Linked DNA regions of Gossypium hirsutum: regions 2 and 3 are each linked to region 1. A link is a contact called in public Hi-C data. All regions are on one chromosome and are shown on one strand. The core of a region is the stretch at or near the end of the contact, and the rest is flanking DNA. Distances in the headings are between cores, read along the strand shown.

What was found. Hi-C and Micro-C count contacts between places; a contact is called where the count stands out from the background.
Region 2: a contact with region 1 is called in a Hi-C map of hypocotyl, with 2.2 times the contacts expected there. The contact joins the enhancer-like site here to the promoter of LOC107900717 in region 1. A contact is called at or near these places in 3 of 34 Hi-C or Micro-C datasets (hypocotyl and leaf).
Region 3: a Hi-C map of leaf shows a contact between it and region 1, with 1.7 times the contacts expected there. The contact joins the promoter of LOC107900709 here to the promoter of LOC107900717 in region 1. A contact is called at or near these places in 3 of 34 Hi-C or Micro-C datasets (all in leaf).

What each region holds. Positions count from the first base shown.
Region 1 is chrD08:54,146,579-54,149,687 of Gossypium_hirsutum_v2.1, forward strand. It overlaps LOC107900717 (phytochrome-interacting ankyrin-repeat protein 1), which reads left to right and starts at 1,535. Exons shown (of 3, transcript XM_016826415.2): 1 at 1,535-2,413; 2 at 3,001-3,109. The coding sequence starts at 2,288.
Region 2 is chrD08:54,306,005-54,309,113 of Gossypium_hirsutum_v2.1, forward strand. No RefSeq gene overlaps it. Among protein-coding and RNA genes, the nearest start is that of LOC107899882, 12 kb to the right of the region's middle. Within about 2 kb of position 1,532, at least 2 of the 9 cell types and tissues checked have an H3K27ac peak or open chromatin away from gene starts, as enhancers often do. A contact at or near this core is called in hypocotyl and leaf, where this site is marked.
Region 3 is chrD08:54,288,625-54,291,733 of Gossypium_hirsutum_v2.1, forward strand. LOC107900709 (protein NUCLEAR FUSION DEFECTIVE 4) reads right to left here and starts at 1,445. Exons shown (of 3, transcript XM_016826409.2): 1 at 800-1,445. The coding sequence starts at 1,108.

The DNA.
Region 1 (3,109 bases), core at 285-2,784:
CACATGTATTTAACGTTGACATGATACTATTTGTTTTAAATATCATGTTAACAAAAACATTAGAAATTAAAAAATATAAAAATATATAAAAATTTTATAAAAAAATCAAATAAATTAGGAACATGTGGATTGTCATAAGGGTTGCCATGTTTGAAAATTCAATGTTTTAGTCAATATTTTTGTTAAAAAAATAAAATCTCGATTCTTTTTTAAAGCTTAATGGTCAAACTCGACTCTTTTTAAAATATTTAGGGCCATATTTAGTTAAAAAAATAGAAATGGCCAAATTGACAAAAGATGCAAACATTGAAGGTTAAATTTAATATTATACCTAAATTTTAGGGTAAACTATAAAAATAGTTAGTCAACTATTAACATGTTTCTATTTTGTCCACTTTATAAAAAAATCATTTAAAAAATCATTTATGATAAAATACATAAGATTTTATAAAAATACATACAATATTATAATAAATGAATACCCATTTTTCTCTATTTTTGACATGAAATTTATTTATTAAAATAATATTTTCATAAATAAAATATTTTAAAAAAACCTACAAATAATACTTAAATCAGATTCAAGGTTTTCCTCTCTTTTTTTCAAGTTTATTTTATAAATAGTAATTTTTTATTATATGACTGACATTACTCCTTAGTCTTTCTCAAATTTGTCGAGTGCTGGGCACCGCCTTCACCCACAATCACCGGCACTAATAATATTTACTTTGAACTCCTTGATTTCTACATCTTCCATCATCATACCATCGAATTAGGAGTTGGTTATGGAGATATTGACATGGCCTTCCAAATTTCACCTACTAGGTCTCCAAGACCTCATCTTCACTATACATCCCCAGTCATGCTTGCCTCAAATAGAGCCTCAAATGCAACAAATCCATTTTAGGCAACAACCTAAAGAAATCGGTTCTCACCATTTTTTATCTCAAGCTGTAGTTTTTAACTCAACTAAGATTGTTAATATTGAAAAAAAAGGGAAAAATTGAATTTGCATAATTCTTTTTTTATGGGTTTTCCTTTTTTTTATAAGATTATTATTTTATTTATAAAATTATCATTATAATAAATAAAATTCATGTTAAGAAATTGAAAAAGAAAGATATCCATTTATTTATAAATATTTATAATAATTTTTTATATATTTTTATAAAAATATTATGTATTTTTATTGAAAAATGAAATTTTAAATTTTTTATTTCTTTAAAGTTTTTTAAATTTATATTTTTTTAAGAATTAAGACTAAATTGACAAAATGTATAAAGTTGAGCGCTAAACTTATTGTATCTTTTATTGTATTTTTTTGTTTTTAATTGTTATGCCAATAAAAAAGATCATCATTAATAATTTAATGTAGGAGTGATCAAAATATTAAAATTTGATAATATTAAGACTAAAATAGAAAATTTTAAACTTTGATGACCAAAACAGAAACATGATAATAGTTGGGTGACTATTTTTAGAGTTTATCCCGAAATTTTATTATAAATTGAGAATTATTAAAAGAGGGGGAAACATTGTGTTGTGGTGGGCTGGGTTGGATGGGTTGCTAGGTACAGTATTAGTGATGGCCCGTTAGCCCATCGCGAAGAGAACCAAATTTGGCGAATGCCACAAAGATATATAGGTCTTAAATCTCACAAGCCTAGCATTGGGTAAGGTCGGGGCGTCATAATATCCTCTTTGTGGTAGCTCTCTCCTTTCCTCTTATTTCTCTTCATGTTTTCCTCTTTATTTAGGGTTTTCTTTTGATTACTCCTCTTCCCGATTTCATAAAATTTTATTATTCTCCCACTCCGAATCGATCTATGATTTGGGCAATTCCTCTGTTTTCGCTGTAAATATTATTCAAAATCAATTTCATCAATTATGTTTTTATTGTCTTTTTCGTTGATGACTTGCAACGTGATATTCCAAAACCTGCGTGTGTTCGGTCCTGGCTTGAATCCTTTTTCCCCTTTCTGCGTCGCTCATCATTCCTCTGCTTCTCGCTAATCTGTTTCCCTCTTCTCCTTGTTTTCATCTCTATCATGTAATCATTTTTCTCTTCATCTTAAGCTTTCGAGGGGATTGTTTGTTTTCCAAGAAAAAAAAATGAAAGGGATCTAACTCTTTGTGAAAATTTCACGTTTTTACAAAAATATCATGCGTTTCTTTGCCTAATCAATCAAATCTTGGTCTGGTGTTCTCTTTACTTCTTCCGAGTTAAAGGAAAAAGTCTATATATCTGCAACGGTATTGCTTGGTTTTTGTTATTGCTTCGAAGAATATGACCCAAGGACAGTCTTTGCGGAGAAATCTGTCAAGAAGGCGCTCGTTTAGGTGGGGGATTGATAGGGATGATAGAGGTTGGACAATGCTCCACATCGGAGCCCGTAAAGGTGACCTCATTCAGGTATCTTTCTTTCTTATTTACCGTTTTTACTGCTCTTTCTTTTATTGGTAGTACCCTTGAATTTTATGAATTCATGATAATTCCTATTGATGATGGATCCTTAAGTTACTCAATAGTTCTAATACTTTAAACCAATATAAGAAACCAACGCTAATGTTAGATTATTAAATTTATTGGAAAATGTTCTTTTAACTGGATTTATATACAGGGAGGAATAGATTCCAATTGCTTTTCCGTGATTATTTTTCCTTTTTGGATTCCCCAAATTCCCTTGGGCAATCTCTTAACAAGTTTTACTTGCTGATTTTTTTTAGAAGCATTCCAGCCCCAGGAGGAGCCGAACATGATTTTTTTCTTTATCTTGTTCAAATAAAAATAAGTTGAACCAAATGATTATAGAGATACATATAAAATAAATCCGTATGTTTATTAGTACATGTATGAATGGTTCCATATGTAAGACCCAAATCCTTTTGAGCTTGTTGTGACTGGTACTTTTTGGTATATTATTTGTGTTTATTGTCAAACGATTCACTGCTATAACTTCTCTTGGCCATGGACTGCTGAGCTAAAATTCCTTGAAACAGGTCAAGCAACTGCTCAACGAAGGTGTGGATGTAAATGTGGCTGCATGGGGCCCCAAATCCCAAGGTGTCACCCCACTCCATCTTGCTGCTGAGGGTGGCCACCTTGAAG
Region 2 (3,109 bases), core at 282-2,781, 160 kb after region 1:
ATTGAAAAATGAGAAACATTTAGAAATGAAATGTGGTTTTTCTCTAAAACGAAAATGAAAATGGATAAATATAAAAACAAATATTGGTTTGGATCGAATTATAAAGTATTGGGTTAAAAGTCCAGGAAGCACTTGTAATTGGGTCTGATATGGAAAAAGGTCCAAAAGCCCCTTATGTTAATGAGGGGGACAACAAACCCTAATTTTATTAACTAGGATTGCCGCCCTTTATACTCCTGGTTAGACTAGGAGTTTGTTTTTCTAGTTGAATTATTTCTACAATTCAACAAGGGTTCTACTTCTTCTCCCTATAAATAGATGACATTGGTAGAGCTAAAAATACAACTAAAAGATATTGTTACTCTACCCGAAAATTGAGAGAGTTTTCTTATCAAAGTATTAAATCTATTTTCTGGAATAACAATTCTATCGGTTTCTATTTGATAAGAGAATTTTTGTTTTCACACTAAAAGTTAATAAAACTATTTTTGGTTTTGTGTTTGATTCAAACCATTCGAGGCCACACTTGAAGCTGTTTGTGGTACAAGAATAGTGAAGAAGGTTGTTTAGTTGAAAGCTTGAAATGATAAGGATCCATTTAGCTGAAAACATAGGTGCAAATTCAGTAATTGGTTTATTACTATAAATATCACAAATTGGCTCGGTTTTCAAAATTTTCCTCCATTTCTATTGTTAAAAATAGGCATGGCTGACGGAATAACTAGACAATTACAAATGGCATGCCATGTGTACCTCATGTTGATGTACAGGAACTAGTTTTTAACAGTAGAAATGGATGAAAATTAAATAGAAGGACTAATTTGCTATTTGTTCTAATGTATAGGGATTAATTTACTAATTTTTATTAGAGGGAGCAAATACAATCTAACTCTTAGTACAAGGGCCTCCATGACGCTTTTACCAATGAAATCCAAAGTTTTGTTAAAATTCAAGTATAGAAGCATATTTTGACCAACTTTTTAGCTTTTCATTCACTACAAGAAAAAGAAATCATGCCTATTATCTTCCTTGAGTTGATGATCATACATTTTCTCTTTTCTAATTATAATAACTAGTTTATTTGAACACTTTTTACTTATAATATCTTCATAATATTTATTGTTAGTTAATTTATTTCAAATAATATGCAATATTTTTATTTAATCTATGTAAATAAATATAATAATAACATATATAATCAATTACATATATTAAAAATTATGCTTTATAGTCATTTTTCGTTTTCATCCTTACTGTAATTGTTATATTTAAAATTAACATATATATTACACTATTAATTTTAATTTCAGTACCACATTATCGAATCTTATTATTCTAATCTCAACGAAACTGACGTGGAAATAGACCTTAAAGCAATAAAGCAACCCTTTGTGATCCTGCTGCTCAATACCTTCCTTCTGTCTATACTTGCTTGAAAACAAATTAGTTATAAAAGCCATCCCCAGATTCAGCCAATGGCTTCTGTTTCCCGGTAATAAGAGCAAGGTTCCTTGCCATTGCAATATAAATCAGCCATAGGCCCAATCTCCAACACCAGCTTCGGGCCACTTTTATCCAATGGAACGGGATAACCTCCAACTCCACCTTTACTGGATTTTTGTTTAGATTTAATAGTTAGCTAAAAATTGTATCATCAATCTTAAATCAACGCCCCTTTTGTTGCAAAACCCAACTACAAGTATGAAATGTATTCACCATGATTCTTCTAATAGAAGGAAAGAGTCGAGTACAAAATAAGGTCCCAATCCGTTACATCAATTATAAAATTAATCTCTTCAGTCAGAGCTCTAAGTTATAGGTTTTTTTTTTTTTTTTATAAAAATTTCTTTGATGCATTCTTATTTGTCACTTGTCATTAATGAATTAATATTTTTTTTTAAAACCATCATTAGATTCTTGAGTTCTAAGAAAATCATTACTAGAACCGACTTCAATAGATGAAATGTGAGTCACGACTCAGATATTGAGTTTGTTAAATTAGAAGACCATAATTATGTCATGATTATTTTCCTTTTTGAAATGAAGGCTACAAATGATAATTCCATTCAGCAAGTCAAATAGTATTCGCAAGCATAAGATGATGAAGCTCATGGAAGTAACCCACTCCAAATTAGACCTCATTTTTAGAATTTGAGCCCAAACAACTGAGCATATCGATGATCTTATTTAATTGACCTACACGTAAACGAATAATCTGAAACATCAAAATCCGCCTCTAAAATAATTTGGTTAAACAAAGATAAATCCAATATTACATGAGAAAATTTAACAATAAAAAAAATTATCCAATTCAAAAACAACTTTCGTCGTGAGTCAAAACGAGACTCAGGCCCGTTCTTTAATGCTTCTTACATAGATTTTTGGAATAAAAATTGTTTCTCCCTTAAAAGCATTAAAAAACAAACGTTATTTTAGAAAAAATTTCAATTTAAAAAAAAGTAATGGAGAAGTTGAAAATTTTAACTTTTTCTTTATCCAAAAGTGCTTTTGGCTTCTATTTACATTTTTAATCTTTATCTTCTCCCAAAATTTTTAGTATTTATATTTGGTATATAAATATTATCCTTTTTTAAAACTTTAATCTAAATATATGTAATATTTTAATTTGTTAGGTTTATGTTTTCTATGTTATGTTAATATCTAATATGAGTTATATATTCAAATACATTTTAAAATAAAATAATACAAATGTGTTAAAAGCATTAATTAAAAATATAAAATAATTTTTAAAATAATACAATTGTGTAAATATCTAATTACAAAATTATTATATTTAAATATAGTTTATATATTCTAATTAAATTTAATAAATAATAATATTAATTACTTAGAAATATTTAACATTAATATTATATATTAAAATATTAACAATAAGTTATAATAAATATTTTTTTATATTTTTGCTAAAATATCATAATATTAACTAATTTGAACATTATTTAAATATATATTTGTTACTTTATACTATCATGTCTAAAATTGACATTTTATTTCTCAAAAGCACTTTTTGACAGTAATATCGAACACGGAAATTTCTCAAAAGCACTTTTCAAAAGCAATGAAGAACTGACCCTCAAAGCTGTCATGC
Region 3 (3,109 bases), core at 195-2,694, 140 kb after region 1:
TTATTAATTATGAAGAGGAGGGAAAGGGGAGCTATTGTATTCAATATTCATCACATATATTTATATATATATATAAAATATCATTACTTGCTAATCCATACGGAAACCTTCTCAACCACATGTATATGTATAGAAATACTTTGAACCTTTGAAGGAAAACATTTTCCCTCAAACCAAAAATAACAGAAGACAGAAGTACTACGAGTAATAATAATAAAGCAAGCATTGCGCCCGCAATGCAATGCATACAATAGTATACTAACCGTAGATCAGTGATCAGTCACGTCAGCCTTACATAAGAGGGCAGATTTTTAATTAATTAAGAAAAACCCAGAAAGTGAAAGAGGTGGGTGGAATGGTATGGAAATAGAATCAAAAATAAAAATCACAATTTTACTTGTGGGCTTTTGGGTTGTTCGCATTGTATGTATTGTAATATCAAACCATCAAAAACCAAAGTTGAAAGTGAAATAAAATATAAAAATAGTAATAGTATTCGTCGTCATTAGTTTTGATGGCTGCTAGTAGCTTACTTATTTCTGAAGATGGTAGAAAGCAGATAACATAGGTGGTCTTTGTATCTACCAGGAACTACAACAAAGAACACCATGAATCTGAAATTGAGATACGAGTGAGGGAGAGAGAGAGAAAGGAGAAAGATAAACCCAGAAATCAAATCTTCTGAAATTGCGGGAAAAGGCCAATATATATTCTTCTGGAGTGGTAGTATATAATTAAATTCAAATGGAGTGGAAAATGGAAAGAATAAGAGCAGTTTATAGTGAGAGCAGGCGTATACCAGTATGTAAGGCAAAGAGATGACGTTACAAATGACGAGCCATTGGATTCCGTAACCAAAAAGGCCCATGAAAGCAGCCATGAAGAGCACCGTCCACAAAGGGAAAAACATGAGAGCCAACCCAGAAGACCAGCCGAATACCTTCCCCATATCCGACGCCACCGCAAGATAATTCAACTGCACCTGTGATATGCCCAATACTTTCTTCATCTCCGAGGAATAAGCGGAGAAATCGAAATTCGTACCCGTGAATGCTTGAATCCAAATAACCGCCACTAGGATCATCCATTTCCTGGACTGTCCAACCATAATTTTAATAAATACAAAACTGTGTATATTATGATGAAGATTTGGTTGGGGATTGAAAACGTGGTGTTGGTGATGGAACGAACTCTTTATTTATAAGGCAAGCAAAGGAAAGCAAAGAAAAAGAGAGAAAAGAAAAAAAGAAAATATCCAGTTTGATGGTATTGCCTTAGCCCGCAACAGAAACTCGGGCAGGTAGTCCCTTCGCCTCCCATGGCATTGGAAGTTTTTACCGCGTATACACTGTGTGGTGTGGCATTAACGGAGTGACTGCTGATAGGGGGTAATGTGTATGTGGCGGACAACTTAGCGAGGTAGCATGTGATGCCATCGCAAGCCCAGCCCACCCCTTCTTCATTTCTTGTTCTTTTATATCTAATCAAATCATTCATCACTAAATTATGACGGTAAATAAAATTGGCTAAATAAGATTTATGAAATAGGAAAAATCTTAGCCAAATAAAAAATTGATATGACTAAGTTTGTTATGAAATTTTTTTATCTTTTATAAAAGATCCTTATCATAAAGGTAAATTTTTCAAAAATGCCATTTTTTAAAAAAAAATATTGGATTAGGCTTTTTTTTTTTTTGGAAATTACGGGATTAGACTAAAATAACGAAAACGCTTCTAGTGAGAAACGCTTTTTGCTCTCGATATCTTTTTTTTGTGTCACTCCTTGTAAAAATAAAACTTACAAAACATGTCTTTATATAGACTCCAAGTCTTATTTTCTTTTTTCTTAAGTAGTATGGGATATGAGTCTACACTTAATTATTAAAAATTAAACACAAAACTTTGTACAAACTCTAACAAAATAAAACAATCTCAAACAAAAGGATAACAATCTCTAACAATTTAAAGATAATAATTAGTTGTCTAATGACCAACCTCCTCAAATTATAATTTGAACAATCTCAAACAAAAGTATAGCATTTAAAGATAATAAAATATATTTTGTTAGAGTTTAATGTTGTAAAAAAAAAAGATATTGGGAACAGAAAGAGTTTCCAGTTGGAAGCGTTTTTCTGTTAATACGCTGAAAACGCTTGAAAATGCTTTCCTGCAAATCAGTTGAAAATGCTTTCAGTTTGTTCTTGTAATTTTTAGACAATTCAACCTAATTCAATAATTTTTTTTAAATGGCATTTTGGGGAAATTTACTTTATCAAAAAAACTAAATTTATTACATAAAAGATTGCATATATAATTAAAAATATATATAATATTTTAAGTAAATTTTTTTCATAGAGACAGTTTAGGATATAACAAATGTAAGTTAAAAAATAAAAATTATTAACTTTTGTGTAAAAAAAATTGATACCGAAACACGCTTTACAAGTTGTTATTTGTAACAAAGCCATTATCTATAACAACATTCGTACAAAAATTAGAAGTAAGCATTACCCATCTTAATATTTCCTTTTTAACTTATGTTATCATTTCCATCCCTTCCTTTATGTAGCATACATTTCCCAACCTTTTGATATCATCCACTAGTGGTCGATATTGTTGGAATTTCGGCAGCAAGGAAGAAAGATTTACAGAGAGAAATTTAGTAAAAATATTGTCTGCTAAAATTTTATATATTTTTCATTCTATTTTTGAACAATGAAACAGGAATGTTTATAACAAGAAAAACTCATAAATATGGAAAGAAATAAAAAAAAATATGCTAATAAATGTCAAATATACTATTCCAATAAATACTAAATATTAAAAAAAACTATAGAACATAACTCGCACGCAAGTTCTTTAAATTTAGTTTCTTCGTAGCTTCAAGGTTTAGCTTCAGACACTCGCATCTTTTCCCATGACCCCAATTCGCATATCAGTTTGTCAAAGTAATGAACTCGTCGCTTACTATTCATTTGAGGTAGCTCACCAATCTCAGAGGGTTGGCCAATCTTGGCGGGTTCGCCAGTTTCTAAGAGTTCACCAAACATTAAGGGTTTGCCATGTTCAGTCCTCCATATGTATTCGCCTTGTGTTGTGAGTTTGGCAC